Linked DNA regions of Rattus norvegicus: region 2 is linked to region 1. A link is a contact called in public Hi-C data. All regions are on one chromosome and are shown on one strand. The core of a region is the stretch at or near the end of the contact, and the rest is flanking DNA. Distances in the headings are between cores, read along the strand shown.

Region 1 (5,680 bases), core at 1,196-3,695:
GCACCAGATTGCGTCACCACACCACGGTGCCCAACACGAGGTTTTTTTGTTGTTGTTTTGGGTTTTTTTTTTTTTTTTGGTAATGCATGTGTACGTGTGGGAGTGCACATGCATTCATGTGGATCTGTGTGAGCGTGCATGTATACATGTGCATATGGAAGACAGAAGCCAGTTTGGTGTGTCTCCTCACGAAAGCCATCCACCTCCTTTGAAAGCCTCATTGGCCTGGGGCTCCCCAGTGAGGCTAGATGGCCGGCCATCAAGCTGAGCCCCTGAAAGCCCCATTCCTGTCTTTGACTCTCTGAGAGCTGGGACTCCAAGAACGTGCTGCCATGCCCAGCTTTCTACCCCAGGGGACTGAAGGCAGGTCCCTCGTGCTTGCTGGCTACGTGCTTCTCCCTCCCAGGCCCTGTGTGTGACTGAACGTTTTAACTGAGGTCTCTTAGCCGACCGAGCAGGGTGATGAAGTCTGCAGTCTCGGGACACAGGAGGCTAAAGAGGGAGGCTCACTGAGAGTTTGAGGCCAGCCTGGACTACATAGTGAAACTGTGTTTCCAAAACGAAACACACAAACACCACAGGTCTCTGAGGCCTCTTGGGTTGCGTGGTAACAACAGAGTCTGTAGTTCCTAAGATTTAATGAGGTGGGCTTGTCCCACCCAACTCTACCTTCCCCTTTTGGAATTGAACCACCATCCTGCCCATTGCCGAGTCCTAGGATGACCATCCCCTTCCTTCTGCTCTTGCCATCCTGCCTGGTGCAGTTTGGGTAGAGGTGGCAGCATGGAATCAACTGCTAGGTGGACGGCCTCAGGAGAGACCCTCTGATTGCCCACCTGTCTCTCTCACAGTGCCGTATTCTTTGCAACATACCTGACTCTGGCTTGCTGTTCTGGGCCCAGGTAAGATCGTGACTCGGTGAGGGAGGGGGCTGCCTGTGGGACTATTAGTAGGATCTTGAAAATCTGCTCTGAGCACTGCCCTCCACCAGGGTGCTGTGCAGCCCTGAGAGGGCCTCATACCTCTCTGAACTGGAGTCAAACTGGCCAGCCCTTCTGCCCTTCACTTTGCGCCTCTGAGGCAGATGGGGCCAATGGGAACATGAGACGGTTTCCAAGGGCAGAAGAGGCTCTGCGGAGTGCAGAGTGTGTATCCTCTGAAGCCCATGGCTTGCCTTTCAGGAGACACTTCCCTTGGAACCTGATTCTGCTGACCATCTTTGTAAGTGACCGGGATGACAGATGCTGAGTGGGAGAGGAGGCAGGACAGAGGCAGCACGGGTTTCGAAGGCCAGAGTCTGAACAGGGGACATCCGATGTGAGGGCCCCTGTGGAACAGGTGTTGAACCCTTCAACTACCAGAGCATCCCGTTGGTACCTCTCAGTGGGATGAACATCCCCCTCCCTCTCCCTTGCCACCCTGTGTTCCCAGTCTCCTGTCCTTGGGAGATTGTGTGGGAGTTCCAGCCAAAAGCAGGATAATGAAGAATGAAGGTGCTCCCTGGGAGAACAAGGCTGCCTAGGAGATAAAGGGACAGCTAGCCGAGAAGCCTGCAGGCTAGCCAGGGAAACACTGTTTAACTGGGCCTCCGTCCTGAACGGAAACCCGTATGGTGCAAGAAAACCAAATGTAGCAAGGCAGGCTCAGCACAAGGATTCTATGCATAGGGTGGAAGCCTGGGCTAGAACTTGAGGGTGCCTGGGGCCCCGGGTAACATCCCTTTGCCCTGCTCTTCTTGCAGACCCTGTCCATGGCCTACCTCACTGGGATGCTGTCCAGGTAAAAAGGACAGGAGCAGCCTAGGTAGTCATGCAGCCAGGGTCTGGCCACATCTGAGGGAAGCTCTTCACAAACCCCATCTTTCCAGGGAGCTCTTAGATGGGGAGGGACCCAAGCAGATGGGCTGCCTTGGCTTAGATGACTTCTCCTTAGGCACTACAGGGCCAGGGGCTCCAAGACCCAAGTAGGCTGGTGGGGTTGGGATTAGGGATGGTGGCAAGGAAGATGATATCATCCACGGGGTTTTAAAGCCCCACGTTCCTGGTGACGTAAACTGCCCTCAGACACCAACATAAACTTGCCTCACTCTCTGCCTATTCGAGAGCTTCTCCCTAATAGTGAGTGGCAGAGAAACCTGAGAAAGCTGTGAGTCCTGGGAACGGGATGGGTTGGGAGCATAGGTCATAAGGTCAGCTTCTGGTGGGACAGGTCGGTCCTAGGAGAGGAGGGATGGGGATGGGGATCCTACTGACCGATCGCCCACCTGCCCATCCTCAGTTACTACAACACCACGTCTGTCCTGCTGTGCCTGGGCATCACAGCTCTTGTCTGCCTCTCAGTCACCATCTTCAGTTTCCAGACCAAGGTCAGCCCTGGAGCTGGTGGGCATGGGAGGGCACGTGGGCCAGGGGTCTGTGTGGAGCTGAGGAGAGGCAGAGTCGGGTGTGGGGATACTGCTGGGAAGAGGGATGCACCGGGTTATGGGCGCGAGTGCAGAATTTTCAGGTCTCAGCCTCTGGCCCGCACACTGCCGAGGCCACACTGCCGAGGCCGGGTGCTGACGGCCTCCCTGTGTCCTGCAGTTTGACTTCACCTCCTGTCACGGTGTGCTATTTGTACTGCTCATGACTCTCTTCTTCAGTGGACTCCTCCTCGCCATCCTCCTGCCCTTCCAATATGTGAGTCTCAGCCGACCAGTGGGGGGGGGGGGAGAAGGCCCGATGCTCAGGGTGCACGCTCCCCTACCCCTGCAGGGCAACCCAGGGCCAAAGCCTCACAGCCTGCCACCCCGTCCAACCCTCCTGGCACCTGCCCCCAGGTATGTTGGCAGCATACGCAAGCAAACAAGGAGGCTTTTCTTGGCAGGCCTGGGCACCTGCCCAGCTCTCTGAGCCGCATCCGGCTTCACTTTCACGGTCCTCTCCTGCAGGTGGAGGAAGGGGCAGGGGGAGAAGGACTGTAGCTGAGAAAGATACAATGGGGCTCCAGGGCCCAGCGGGTTCAAGGGCCCTTCTGAGAAACCAGCTAAGTTCAAAGAGGCAGACTCTGGCTAGCCAGGCAGGAGGGGAATTAGTAGATTCCCAACCCCATCTTGCAAATGCCCACCCACCAGAGGGCTCTTCCCGGGGACTCCGATTGGCATCCTGCCTGCCTGAAAGAATGCCTACTGTGTTGCAACCAATGCTGGGGAACAGATTGGAGACAATGGCAGGTGATTTAAATCCTAAGAACACAGGAAGGAACGTGCTGGATCTATTAGGGAATCAACAACGTTCTCTCTGGCCACATCCGGTACCTGTTCTCCCATGGCCTCTTATCTGCCAGGCTGGGATGGCATTCCTTATCCCCTCTAACACACTTCCATACTGTCCAGTCCCCGCCTCCAGGCAGCTGGCACCCAGTCTAGGCTGTCAAGATTGATTTTGGCATTTTCTTGGCTCTTCCCAGGATCCTGTTGACAAAGGGAAGGGCTGGAGCTGGCCTGGGGGCCTCTATGTATCTAGGATGGGGAGAGGGCTACAGGAAGGAGCCCCAGAACTTCAAAGAACCCTTTATTGACCCATGTTAAGCTGAGGGGATGCCTTTGCTTCCAGGAACCTTCTAGAAAGTTTTCTGGAAGGGATACGCAAGGGGTAGTGCTAATATGGCACCTTACAGTTGAGACGTTAGCGTTCATAGTCGGGGTAAGCACAGGCTGGAAAGAGTACTGCTCTGGCCTCCAAAGGCAGGACCATCATGCCCCTCTGGTAGAGACCCCAGATGTCTCCACATCCATACCCACCCTGACTGACTTTTTCCCCCTGAGCCCCGGTTTCCAAGGCACAGACAGATAGCTCTGTGGAGGAACAGGCAGACCCCAGATAGAACAGGGATGAGCAGGGACAGCAGGAGGGGCCTAGAGCCAGACTGGCAAACAGGAGGAGTCGCCCTGAGCCAGCCTGAGCCTTGGCTGTGCTTTGAGGGAAGGCATGCCAAGTCTGTCTCTCCATCCATCCACAGTGAGCACCCCAAGAATCACAAGCTTCCCTCAGACTGGGGCTTCTTAGAAAGGAGTAACCCCAATTCCTCCATCCTCCAGACTGAGCCTTACCCCCAACTTCTGGCACCTCTGCCAGCCCCCTCTTTAGATGCTAAGCCTGTCTTTCCTCTCCACAGGTCCCCTGGCTCCACGCCGTCTATGCTGTGCTAGGAGCGGGTGTGTTCACGTTGGTGAGTCTGGCTGGGCTCCTGGGGCCACCTTCTCAGCTTTGTGACTCTTTCTTCAAGCCCTTCCACCCTGTGTGTCTTCCTTACAGTCTGTGTGGAACCTTTCTACAGCATCTGAGGGTAGGGCTGGTGTGACTTTACATTCCGGGAATTCTGTCTCGTGTCCAAGGCACACTCTCTGAGCACGGTACAGGAATGTTAGAGTGTCAGGGTAGAAGCTGGTGGCCAGAGGGGACTTGGTGACCAGGACTTTGGGCATAGCACAGGGATATCCTGCAGTGTGGACCAAATTAGTCAGTCCTAGAACAGTGTGGGAAGAGTCACGTGCCTGGCAAAAGGGGGCTCATTTTTCTCTATCCTCACCAAATTCAGTGAACAGTGAAAGCAAACTCATTTCCTTACATGTGCACAATACTTATTTGTCTTTTAAAAAACGAACTGGCGGAGGTTGGGGATTTAGCTCAGTGGTAGAGTGCTGCCTAGCAAGCACAAGGCCCTGGGTTCGGTCCCCAGCTCCGGAAAAAAAAAAGAAAGAAAAAGAAAGAAAAGAAAAAAGAAAAAAGAAAAAACGAACTGGCCTTGAACTTGCGATCCTCCCACCTCAGATCCTAGGGTCTGGTATTATAGGCACGCACCACACCTGGGGCTCAGCTAATATTTATCCAGCACTCATTCGTCCTCCGCCGCCGCTGGCTCTCTCTCGTTCCAAATTCTCACACCACACCTAGCAGATAGGTCCATCTCTGCCCAGGTTACAGTGAAGAGGAAGTTCAGAGATGTCAGATAGCATGCTGAAGTCATCCCGGGCATCCTGGGACATGGTAGGACCAAGCTGGGAATGTGGATCTCTCATTCCAGAGGCCAGGTGGGGAGTGCCTAGAAGCAGATGCTCAGGCAACATGGCCAAAGATGGACCCAAGGCAGCCCAACATATCCTCGAGTCAGGTGGACCCCAATACATGCCTCAGGATCACCCAAGAGTCAAGCAGGTACCCATGACATCATGGGGAGCCATCCAAAGAGATATGTCTTCACGGTGAATCAATGGCTGGCTGGACCTTCTCTCTCTCTCTCTCTCTCTCTCTCTCTCTCTCTCTCTCTCTCTCTCTCTCTGGTTTGCTCAGTTACCCTAAGTGGCTAGAGCCCCAGGTTTGTCACAAATCCTTGCACTGTGGCTACTCTGTGCCATTCCCAGTCCCTGAGGAACTTCTCCTGGCTGGACTTGGGCAAAGGATGGACAGAGCCCTCTCTCAGTCTTCTATGGAGGGGAACATGACAGGTCAGAACGGTCAGAACGGTGAGGTCAGACAAGAATCAAGGCAGGGCAGAGCTCTGCCGGGCTTACGGGCTCATGCTGTCCCGCATCTTTATTGAGCATGTGCTGTGTGTGAAGTGCTGTGCTACCTGCCCAGAAGCCTTGCCCAAGAGGAGGAGCACAATGTTTGGGTGAATCTATCAGGTCTATGGGAACTCC
Region 2 (5,680 bases), core at 1,502-4,001, 66 kb before region 1:
AAGCTTTGGACCTGGTACTAGAAAGGCTAGTGTGAGCTCTAGGTCATACTGATGCAACAGGGTGTGTGTGTGTGTGTGTGTGTGTGTGTGTGTGTGTGTGTGTGTGTGAGAGAGAGAGAGAGAGAGAGAGAGAGAGAGAGAGAGAGAGAGAGTGAGAGTGTCTTTCTGTGGTCTTATGGTGGAGGAACTTATGGCCTAATTCCCCTCACCTCTCTCTGCCTCCCCTCCACCCCTTGCATTCAGGCCTTGCTTCTGTCCCCATAGCTGTTCCCTGTACATCCTGTGGAGTCTGAGGATGCTGAAGGCGGACCTTCATACCCACATAGGGTACCCACTGTCCCTGCAGCCCCTACCCCGGGAAAGAAGAGAACTTGGTGCTGAGCTCAGGGGCCATTTCATAACCTGGCCACACCCAGCGATGCATTTCAGGGTTTTGTCATCCTGCACCCCACACCCTGCCCTCTGGGGCTGAGCACTGCATGGGGTAGATTGGTGACAACTTTCAACTCCCACACTCCTTTAGGTCCTGAGCTCCTAGCCTGATGCTTCAAGATCTTTCTGGGGTCTAGCCTCAGCCTCTACTGTGCTACAGCCCCTTAGAGACAGGAACAAGGACTTGGGACTCCCACCTTGGCCTCCTCCAGCTCGACGGGAGACTATCTGAGTCTCAGTATCTCATTCTGTACAGATGTGCAGGATAAAACCAACCCTAGAAGATTGAGGGTGGCAAGGACGAACCTCTGGCCCCACTCTTGCTGGCAATGCTGTTCAGAGACTGATGGTGTAGGTTTGAGTCTGGTGTCACACAAGCCCAGGCTGTCCCTTGGATGGTACTGTTTATTGCTTCCACGATTTGGGTCACTGAATGCTGGATTTAAACCATAGGGAGGGGGAGAGCTCAGAACTGAAGTTACAGTGCTCTACCAAGGACAAGATAGTATGTGACCTGGCACAGGGATGATCGCCATCAGTGGCAGCTTCCTGGGGTCCAAGCTGACTCTTGGTGGCATCCTCAGAGAACACTGACTGCTTCAGTGGTTGCTGGTCTCTCCCTAGCCTCAGGGCAAATGGGCCCTCCGATGCCCTATCCCAGACAGACAGGGCTCCCTCTACCACCTAAGGTGGGTCAAGGCAGAGAAACAGTCTTTGGTGCTGAGGGGTGGGTAGGCTGGGATATGTGGTGGGTGGATGGGGGATAAGGGATGGCTGTTCCCCAGGGCTTTGGTGTTCCCAGGGCCTCGGTGCTAGAGAAAGCCTATGGCATGTTTTCAGGGGGTTCTTTGACTAGCTGTATGTCTCCCTGTTTTAAAACAAGCTCATTTTACTAGGTATAGACACCCTTCACACCTCAGCTTGCCCCTTGCCCCCTTGTGGCTCTAGATCCCCTGCCCCTTTTCTGTTTTTGAAGAGTGGTCCCTCATGGGGAGACTTCTGTCCCTCTCATGAGGAAAGCCATGTGCAGAGGAGTATGTGTGCAGGGCCAAGGGATTGACTCAGTAGAGAAATGAAAAGGGAGGAGCCCCGAGAGACACTTGCTTTCCTAGTTTGGGATCCTGACAGGGTCCCCACATTCCTAGGCCTGCGCAGATTGGAGAGCAGACAGACCATGGCTTCACCTTCAACTCTCAAAGTGCCCTGGGTGCTGTTTCACCATTATAGCATGAAGGCAGACTCCAAGAGTCTCTTCCTGTAGGCTTCTGCCAGGTTCTGGTACTTCTGGTATTAACAAATCTGATCTCTGGCCTCCCTTCCCAAGTCTGTTTCTTGGTTTGGAAGACAAAGCCCAGATGGCACTTTGGATAGTTGGTTGCTGGAGAGATCATGGGTTTTGGGGTTGAATCAGGGTTTGGGGGTGCTTCCTGCCTGGAGCCTGCTCCACCTTACATAGTGTCAGTGTTGCCTTGTGAGCGGCACTGCCCAGTCCTCACAAGCTCAATGCTGCTGGGATATCTTCTTCTCTAGATCCCTGTAACTGCACTCTGGAGTCCCCAAGGCCCCCAAGGCCTGTCTGTGCTAGGCTGCTGTGTCCTGCTAGGGTCTAGCCTAGTCCTCCCATGGAGTCTAATAGAAATCCAGACTTCTGTTCCTTGGTGGTGCTGGGTGGAAGGCCCTACAGGCGGCCACCAGGATTCTGCTCCCGGTGACCCTGTTGCTTTCCTTCCAGCTCTCCTTGGGTAGTTGTGTTCCTAGCCTTCCTGGCCTTCGGCTCTCCGTTCCCTCACCCAGAGCCTGTCCCACCCATCTTACCCGTCGCAAGGGTTTTCAGTGACTGCCCCTCCTGGAGGAGACAAAACTCAGGCTACTTACAGCATTGACAGCCAGGTCCCCACGGATTTCTACTGGAGTAATCTCATGGAGGATGGCAGCCCCAGCCACGGCGCCCAGCAGCTGGGCAGCCACATAGAAGGCAGCTCGAAGGAAGGAGACATGGCAACCCACCAGGCATGCCACAGTCACGGCGGGGTTGATGTGTGCCCCGCTGACATGGCCCAGAGCCTGAACCAGGGTGCCGATGCCCAGACCAAAGGCCACGGCGATCTGGAGCACAGAGGGTGGGGAGCTGGCCCACTGGAGGGCTGAGCCAAGGCCAAAGAAGACAAAAAGGAGCGTGGCCAAGAACTCAGCCAGCACTGCTCGGGAGAAGGCTATGGATCTGAGTTCCCACATGCTGCTCCGACTTCTGCGCGCTGGCCAGGGGTCTGGGCCACGGGGGTGGCTCTTCCTCCCTCCCTCTCTCTTTCTCTTCTCTCTTCCTCTGGGCCTCTGGGGAGGCTAGACCGTGGGCACTTATAGGACCTTCCTATCGTAGGCTTGGGCACGTGGTATGGAGGAGGCGTTCCTGCCCACACCATGCTCTCCCGTGGTGGCCTTGCCCCAACCCATGCTCCTGCCCACCTGAAGGCCCTATCGTCCCATCTTAGCTTCCACAGCTGACTAAATGTTCTCCTCGTTAATGAACTCCAGATAAGGATTGACGTCCTCTGTTTTCCTCATTTTTTTTCTCCTCAGTTACTCCAGGGAGCTGCCCCAGGGCTTCCCCAGCCCCCAGAGTGACCACCAGTTCCAGTTCCTGCATTGGAGACCGTGTCCAGTGACCTTCTCTTCGACTAAAAGGCTGGCCAAGGAAGGGGCACCACCTCAGCCCAAACTGTGAGAAAATGTGGGAACTACCTTTCCGCTGACTGGATGGTCGGTCTTTCTTCTGGAAGAGGATGGAAAACAACTGATTGGCCTGGGACAGATTTCCAAGGCAAAGGTCTTGTGCTTGCTTTCTTGCAGTTAATCACCCAGAAGTTATTATGTTTCACCTTCACCCAGGAACCCCAGCCAGAGAGTAACTCCCATTGCCCGGAGCCAAGGGTGGCTTCAGTGGCCCCCGGGGACCCTAGCCCTGTGTGGTAGAGTCATCCAGAGCCAACAAGAAACACAAGGGCTTCTGTTCTGCAGCACGCACTCCAGATGTGACATCCCCGCTCTGTCTCTATAGATGAGGTAATAAAACTATCTCGTAGGATAGAGATCTGCGTTACTATGTCAGTCATTGCTCAGTGCTATTTGCATTTTGAGGTAAATAGGTCCTGTCCCCCAAACTCAGAGTCTCTGAGGCTACAACAGACTCTAGGTACCATCTTTGAGCTCAGAGGAGGAAGATGTTTCTGGTGGCGGGACCACTCAGCTTGGTCAGTGTTCTACAAGGTCACCTGCCCTCACAGCTCCTGTGGCTGTGGAGCCTCAGAAGACTGACCTACCTGATGCCTCTTCCTTCTTTGGGGATCCAAAGGCAGGAGTGCTTACAGTGCATCCAGATGACAGGCTTCTAGTCCCCCTGGCCAGCCATAGCCCAAGGGACAGGAATGTGTGAGAAACCGATGAGCATGTGGTGGAGACACACTAAGGGGTGACTGAAGCTAAGGGAGGGTCCATTTCTTCCCAGGGTACCCCAGAAGATTGGTGGCTGAGCTCAGACTAGAACCCATCAAGGAGTGCTTTCCTGACACCCTGCACTGCCCAGGTCTGCTCTGAGCCCTGCTCTCCTTGCCCAGACAGGGCCAGACAGTGATGCTTCTCCCCTTAGTTTTCAGAACATAGTAAGATGCACAGTAAACACCCACGTATACAACGTGGGCACATGCACACTTGCCTCCCACACATGACTTGCAACTCCTGCTGTTAGGGGGCAAGATAAGAATGAATACATGAGGGTTGGGGATTTAGCTCAGTGGTAGAGCGCTTGCCTAGCAAGCGCAAGGCCCTGGGTTCGGTCCCCAGCTCCGGAAAAAAAAAAAAAAGAATGAATACACGACACCAACAGAGGCCCTCAGAGGAGTCTGAGGACTTGGGCTCAGGTAGTGCTCCCTGCTCAGGGTCCTCCCCTGCAATCCAGGCTCTCCAGAAAGACTCAGTGGGAAGGTGGAAGAGCCTTGTCTTGAGAAGGGTACTTGTGACTCTGTTTTCTCCTTCAATCATAGGGTACCCAGACTTGGCACACAAAAAGGGTGAAGGACCCTATCCAGGGACTGTATCATGTCTGTGCCTCCATGATACATACTATCTTGTATGTAGTGTCTACCACCTCTCCCTGTCCTCTCCCTGCCTGTCTCAGCGGTGCCTGGAAAACCCCCAGGCTGTATTGAGCTGAACTGTGACCGTGGTTCCAAAGCCACTTGACTATTGAGTTCCAGTGTGACCTCCGATGAGCCGCACACTCTTTCTGGTCTCTACACTGTGTGTGATCATGAGAACAGCGTTCACTGGTTCTGACCCTAAACAGCACAGCTTCTAATCAACCTGTTGTCCTGGTGGTCCCATAACAGGGTTCACTGCCTCTGAAACCACACATCCACATTTCCACAGGGCAGGGGGTGCGGCTCTGTGGAAGAGTGCTTGCCTAGCACACGGGAAGCCCTAGGTTCAACTCCCAGTGCTGGAAAAAACTACAAAAGCAAAAGCAAAACAAAACAAAAAACCCAATCAGACAGACCGTGATGGCCGTGGGTCTCATTTCACCTGTGGGTTCCTTTCAGAGAACATGATTCCCGCAGAGACTGACTTCCAGGAGCAGTGAGAATATTCTGGTCTGATCCCAAGCCAGGGTAGAGGAAGAGGTCAGCCTTAACCATCCCGCCCATGCCCTGCCTGTGCACTCGACCTTCCTTCAGCCAGGAAAGAAGCTGCAACATTGTTACAGAGGCCCAGCCGCCTACTGCGGCTCGGGCTTCAGCAGGCTCCCTAAGAGCACCACTTGGTTCTGCTTTTGTTTGTCCTTACCCTTCCAGCTTCCCAACTTGTGGGTCACAGAACTGAATGAAGGGAATCACGACAAACTCGGCCACAGTAAAAGGTTTTCCAAATGAGTAACAAGCAAAAACTTAATCAAAGAGTAAGCGTCTGATGGATTCCGAGCATTTTTGGTGGGGTCGGCTGTGCTCCATTGTGAGCCGTTGCTGCCCCGCACAGGTCCTGGACACAGCTCGTGCCCTTCGTGTGCACGTGTGGTGCACCCCCCAGGCCAGCAAACTGTGCCTGGAGCTCCTTGGTGAAATCTGACATAGTTGTGTTGTTAGTTGCGCCGTTTTTACTGTACATGGTCAGCTTCCTGCGCCTATAGAAACGTGTAGGTTTAATTATGAAAATAGACCTTACTATTTCCCCACTGCTGTTTCTCAGAGGGTACCATGTT

Evidence for each region. A called contact is a pair of places that touch in the nucleus more often than the background predicts.
Region 2: a Hi-C map of kidney shows a contact between it and region 1, with 2.4 times the contacts expected there. The contact joins the promoter of Aqp2 here to the enhancer-like site in region 1.

What each region holds. Positions count from the first base shown.
Region 1 is chr7:132,520,591-132,526,270 of GRCr8, reverse strand. Faim2 (Fas apoptotic inhibitory molecule 2) reads left to right here. Exons shown (of 12, transcript NM_144756.2): 6 at 852-902; 7 at 1,182-1,221; 8 at 1,742-1,779; 9 at 2,278-2,365; 10 at 2,583-2,678; 11 at 4,156-4,209. The region is part of intron 1 of LOC134479571 (a long non-coding RNA gene); the gene reads right to left. Among named protein-coding and RNA genes, the nearest start is that of Faim2, 15 kb to the left of the region's middle. Within about 2 kb of position 2,445, at least 22 of the 93 cell types and tissues checked have an H3K27ac peak or open chromatin away from gene starts, as enhancers often do. A contact at or near this core is called in kidney, where this site is marked.
Region 2 is chr7:132,587,357-132,593,036 of GRCr8, reverse strand. It overlaps Aqp2 (aquaporin 2), which reads right to left and starts at 2,751. Exons shown (of 4, transcript NM_012909.3): 1 at 2,308-2,751. The coding sequence starts at 2,667.